Linked DNA regions of Mus musculus: region 1 is linked to region 2. Evidence: chromatin contacts called from public HiChIP or PLAC-seq data. All regions are on one chromosome and are shown on one strand. The core of a region is the stretch at or near the end of the contact, and the rest is flanking DNA. Distances in the headings are between cores, read along the strand shown.

Evidence for each region. HiChIP or PLAC-seq counts read pairs in DNA pulled down with a chosen protein or histone mark.
Region 1: an H3K4me3 HiChIP or PLAC-seq map of embryonic forebrain shows a contact between it and region 2, with 3 times the contacts expected there. The contact joins the enhancer-like site here to the promoter of Glod4 in region 2. A contact is called at or near these places in 31 of 39 promoter capture datasets (the 3T3-L1 cell line, 3T3-L1-derived adipocytes, the C10 cell line and 21 more), 5 of 15 datasets of contacts at CTCF or cohesin (CD8 T cells, the NIH/3T3 cell line, embryonic stem cells and 1 more), 153 of 484 Hi-C or Micro-C datasets (3T3-L1-derived adipocytes, the 4T1 cell line, the AML12 cell line and 94 more), 55 of 115 datasets of contacts at active chromatin or transcription factors (the 230-238 cell line, CD8 T cells, the HPC-7 cell line and 40 more) and 6 of 9 other capture datasets (adipose tissue, bone marrow-derived macrophages, embryonic stem cells and 3 more).

What each region holds. Positions count from the first base shown.
Region 1 is chr11:76,384,442-76,387,141 of GRCm38.p6, reverse strand. The region is part of intron 1 of Nxn (nucleoredoxin); the gene reads left to right. Among named protein-coding and RNA genes, the nearest start is that of Nxn, 13 kb to the left of the region's middle. Within about 2 kb of position 1,266, at least 22 of the 459 cell types and tissues checked have an H3K27ac peak or open chromatin away from gene starts, as enhancers often do. A contact at or near this core is called in astrocytes, cerebellum, embryonic forebrain and 3 more, where this site is marked.
Region 2 is chr11:76,242,294-76,244,993 of GRCm38.p6, reverse strand. Glod4 (glyoxalase domain containing 4) reads left to right here and starts at 1,295. Exons shown (of 9, transcript NM_026029.3): 1 at 1,295-1,439. The coding sequence starts at 1,350. It overlaps Mrm3 (mitochondrial rRNA methyltransferase 3), which reads right to left and starts at 1,258. Exons shown (of 4, transcript NM_183263.5): 1 at 908-1,258; 2 at 471-715. The coding sequence starts at 1,221.

The DNA.
Region 1 (2,700 bases), core at 17-2,516, 140 kb before region 2:
GTGACTGTATTTCCAGACCATGTCTATGATAATTCAATCAAATACTCAGTTCTATTGAGTGGGTCTTATTTCCTCTTTCACACTGGGAAAGAGTAGAAGTAGAAGAGCATCTGGGCACATCCCTCTTGTTACTTATCTATAAACTTTTTATCATAGCAGTCTTTACATATCAAGTAGGTAAAAGAAAGTGGGTCTAGAGAGATGGAGAAGCACTTGCCTCATACGCACAAGGACTGGGGATGGTTAGCAGCACTGCAGAGAGCTGGGGTCGCGGGCCTTGCCTGTATTCCCTGTGCCGGGAAGGTGGTTTGTGGGCCAGCCAATTAGCAGAATTAGCAATCCCAGATTCTGTGAGAAACTGTCTCAAAGAAATAAGGTGTTGAATAATTGGTGAGGGTACAGAATATTCACTGCTAGCTTCCACGTGGATGGGCATACACACACACACACACACACACACACACACACACACACACACTGACACACAAGAACACACACAACAAGACAGTGAATTGTCATGTCAAAAAAAAGTTGTGGGACTGGAGAGATGGCTCAGCGGTTAAGAGCACTGACTGCTCTTCCAGAGGTCCTGAGTTCAAATCCCAGCAACCACATGGTGGCTTCCAACCATCTGTAATAGGTTCTGATGCCCTCTTCTGGTGTGACTGAAGATGGCTACAGTGTACTCACATAAAATTTTAAATCTTGGGCTGGAGAGGTGGCTCAGTGGTTATGAGCACTGACTGCTCTTCCAGAGGTCCTGAGCTCAATTCCCAGCAACCACATAGTAGCTCACAACCATCTGTAATGGGGTCTGATGCCCTCTTCTGGTGTGTCTGATAATAGCTACAGTGTATTCATATACACAAAATAAATAAATCTTTTAAAAAATTTAAATCTTTTTTTTAAAGTTGTGGAAGTTTTCATTGTTTGTACTCAGTGTACGTGGTATTTATTTTGCGGTATAAGGAGGCTCCATACAGTCATCACAGCCCACCCTCTTCCTTCCCCACTTCTGTTCATCCCCTATTGTATAAGCCATTATGCTCACACAGTGACACTCATACCCCCTGGGCAATCTCCCCAGCTCTTGCATTGGCTTTTCTGATAATCACATATCCCCCCCCCCCCCTGGTGACCTTTTAGTCACCCAGGATCCTGGGGTCTTTGCTAGCAGTCAGGTGCCTGGACAAATGAGGGTGGAGTCCAGTTTCTCAGAGCTCTCATTTTCAAGAGTCAGTTTAGATGTCGTCAGTTTCTATAGTCTGTGGAGATCATTGTGTTTGTGGATACGCCCACTACATTAACCAGAGCCCCTCCCCAGGTTTGGGTTATGTGTGATCAGCCTGCCTGACAGCCTGGGTGACAGACTCCCGGGACATAGAGACCCTCTTCCAGGATAACTGTGGTCTGACTCTCCCTTGGTTAGCTTGTCCGCTACGGGAGAGCCTCGGAGTTCTTTACCTTCTCTCTCTTCAGGAAAGTTGGTGTAAAAGGACTTGTACTTGGTAAACCCACGTTTGCTCCTAAGTGACCACCTCCCATGAGGTCAGTGAATAAGCTGTAGTGAATTCGCTGAAGGGCCGATGTCAAGTTCACCAGCCTGTGGTTTGTAGGATCTGCCCCCTGGAAGGTCTGTGTACCTTCCCTTCCCTCTGTTGGTTTCGGGTCACAACAATGGCTGGCAACCTCACTACACCTTTTTCTTCCTCTTGGCTCTAAGTCTCACCTAAACGGAGCAGCATTGCTGGGCCTGAGGGGCATACAGGCCACACTAGTATGTTCGGTTTCTGTAGGGGACCTTGCACCCAAGTCCACACATACTTGGTAGTGGTGTGAATTGAGGGCGCTCCATTATTGAGGAGGCCCAGAGCCTGTGCTTTCTGAGGGCCATGTGGCAACACAGAATGCCTTATCCCAACCCCAGAGCCCTGTTTCATCTGCTCATTAGAGCGCTAAAGAGCCTGAAGGAGTCTTTCCTCACTGCCCCCTCCCCAGGCTGAGAATCCCACTGGCTAATTAAGTGTGGCATTTACTTTCAGAATGAGCTAGCAGTAGATGCCAGACCTTAACAAAGAGATCTGGGGCCCTGTGGTAGAAAGGCTTGCTTTTCTTAATATTTGACTTTTTAGGACAGATCAGCCCACTTATTTTGAGAATTTTTATCCTATTTTGAAATGGATTTATTTTCTCCCTAACTATATTTGCCCATTTATGACTGCCCATATAATCCCAGTATTTCGGAAGTGGAGGCAGAAAAAGCAAGAGTTGAAGGCCACTGTGAGCTACTTAACAAAACGTTTTTTTGCTAACACAAAAACAACAGAAAAAGATTACAAACGACTCTCTCAGATCCGGTAGAGTTTGGCACTGAGGACTCCTGACTGCTCAACGTTAGGCCTGGGATGTCTTGGAATTAAGTGCCCCAAAGCACTTTCCAAGGAAATGAAATTTCCTCAGTTTGTACAAGGCCCCCAGACCCCACCCTTGGACACATTGCTCTAAGCCTGTACAAATGTTCTTAAGAGTAAAGTACTACTTAATACCACTTGGACCTCCTGCTTTTCTCTAGGACTTAGGAAAAGCTTGTGCTTGCGGAGACCGGCAGAACGCTGCCTTTGTAGCCCCTGGCTGGCAGCAATTCCTGGCATCATCCAGTGAGTTCTGCCGAAGAGCCAGACTCCGTAATTCCAGACCAAT
Region 2 (2,700 bases), core at 46-2,545:
AAATCTGCCTGCCTCTGCCTTCCAAATTCTGGAATTTTAAAGGCTTGCATTACTCCTGGCTCATAAAATGTTTTTAACATTCCATAAAACAAACAAACAAACAACAACTGGGCTTTTTTTTTTTTTTTCATGCCTCCTCAGCAGGAAGGAGGTGCAAACAGGAATGTCAGGGGTCGAAGCTATCCATAGCTACATACAGAATGTGAAGCCTGCCTGAACTACAATTGTCAAAAACAAGCAAAAGCCCCACAATTAAGTATGAATGAGAAATTGGTTCAGTTGCCAGTAAAATACCATCAAAACATAGAGGCCTGAGAAGTCCTATTTCTTTTTAGACGTTAGTCAATAAAAATTTAAACTTGATTTAAATAAAATTCGTTACCTTAAGACAAGTATGAACAAGAAAGTCTAGGATACTACACTTGTATGAAATAGAAATCCCAGATATTGGCACACTGTATATCACTGACCCATTATTCCTTGTGGCGTTACTAGGTCTGACCAATCCTTGATGTCCTCAAATTTCACCTTAATGAGGCTGACGTCTTTCAGCTTGTCTACCGGCAACTCCTTGACGTACTCCAGACGGCTAAAAAAGAACGCTTTGGGCACAGCTCCAGCCTTGAGAGCATCTGCAATCAGCCTGCGACCTTCCAGTAGGATCTTCCCTTGCTTTTCCCGAAAAGGCCTGGACTTAACTATTGTCATCACACTGCTGTGGGTGCAAACAGAGAGGGGATGATTATCAACGCTCTTGGCATGGAGGGATACATGAAGTTCTAACAGACACGCACAAGCCTCAAAAGACGACATTTATTTTGCACCGTCGAAACAGTAAGAGCCAGAAGCTTCACAGTGAAGCAAGAAAAGAAACGGGAGCAGATGACAAGTCTCAAAAACATATCACCTTAGCCTCCTGTCCCCGGGAAAGGCCTTATCGTAGCGAAGCCCTGCCTCTTCCCAGGTGTGAGGGGTCTGGGATGGGGATGTCTCAAGAGGCTGTTTCTGTCGCTGTCCCTGGGAACTGGCCTTAGGGACCGCCTTGCGAGGCTGCTGGTCAGGAGCGCGCTTCCGTTCCTCCACCTGTCCCGAGGGAGACAACACTCTCACCGGGCTACGCCGCAGCGCCCGGACCCAGCGCCGAGCGTTGAGGTCCCGAGTCTGGACCACCCGCAGCAATGATCCCAGGGAGCACCACATGCCCTTCGCCGGCGCTGCCATCTTTCCCCTGGCGCGCGCTACCTCACCCGAGCGCGCGGTCGAGTGTTAGTGACGTCACCCGACGATCCTTCCCGGTTTGGTGGGCGGGGTGTCCCTCTGCCTGGAACTCGGTTTTCGTGTTGGGAGCCATGGCCACTCGTCGAGCTCTGCACTTCGTTTTCAAAGTGAAGAACCGCTTCCAGACAGTGCATTTCTTTCGAGATGTCCTGGGGATGCAGGTGCAGACCGGGACCGAGCGGGGCTAGCGCGAGACCCCGATGGGCGGCCGGGCCGCACCAGGGGAGGGAAGACGCCGTGGGCGCGCGGCCACCCCAGCCGCCAGGCCCTAGACTCCGCGTTGCCACGCCGGTGTTTTCAGCTTTTGCGAGCCCCCCTCTTTCGGGTTGGGAAGCCTTTGAAAGGGGACTCACCTACCAGCTGTGTTGTCTACGCACGTTCACCTACAGCCCTTCTCAAATATTTTTTACACTCCTGGCTTGGGGAGCCTGCTGTCTATAGTGAAGGAGCGTTGATAGGCAAAACGTTATTTTAAAAAGCCCCTTCCAGTTCACGACAGAGCGGTCTCCTGGTTTGAAAGGTTTGGGTGTGATCAGCAAATTTCGGCTTCCATCAGAGCTGCGGATTTGAAATTTAGGCTCTGGGAGGGGGACCCATGGCTTTGCGCATGCTAAACAAGCACTCCGCCATCGGATTCCGCGAACAAGCCCTGTCCGAGCAAGTTTGAACGGTCTCTTTCGTAGGTGCTCATGATCTGTGGCTCTGTTCTAAACAGCCCAGATGTAAGTATGAGGTCAGAATCAAGTCGCCTTCCTAGTACCTGGAAACAGTCTGAGAAGCTGTGATTCTAAGGGGGTCACTTAGCTGAAAGTGTAGCGGAAAGGTTTATTGAGCTCTTTGGTAAGCCAGGGAGGTAGGAGCACACCAGTGCAGAATTTATTTATTTATTTTTAACAGACTTGTAGCAGTCCAAGTCTAGCTGGGTGTAGAGATGGTACAGGAGGTAAGGACTGTAAAGGAAGTTGCACAAATCAGTCAACACAGGTTAGTCATAAAAATATCTGCTGTGTAGGGGCTGGAGACATGGCTCAACTTTTAAGAATGATTGCTCTTCTTCCAGAGGGTGTAAGATGGGTTCCAGGTGTTGGATGGCTCACAACCATCTGTAACTACAACTCCCAGGGAATCTGACCTGTGGCAGGCAGGCAGATAGACACACACACACACACACACACACACTCCTGGTGTTTGAAGGTACCATGGTAAGGTTAGGTATAGACTAAATGACTCTGGCATTTGTTCCCAATTAGAGCACATGATGTAGGAAATATTAGATTTATACCTACCAGTCAGAGTTTAGTGATACTACATGTCATTATTCTATTTCTTCATTGATCAAAAGATTGTTGTTAAGATTAAACATGTTACCTTTTAGGTGGTAACTGACTCACAGGTAGTTTGTGTTCTGTAAAGTAATAGCTA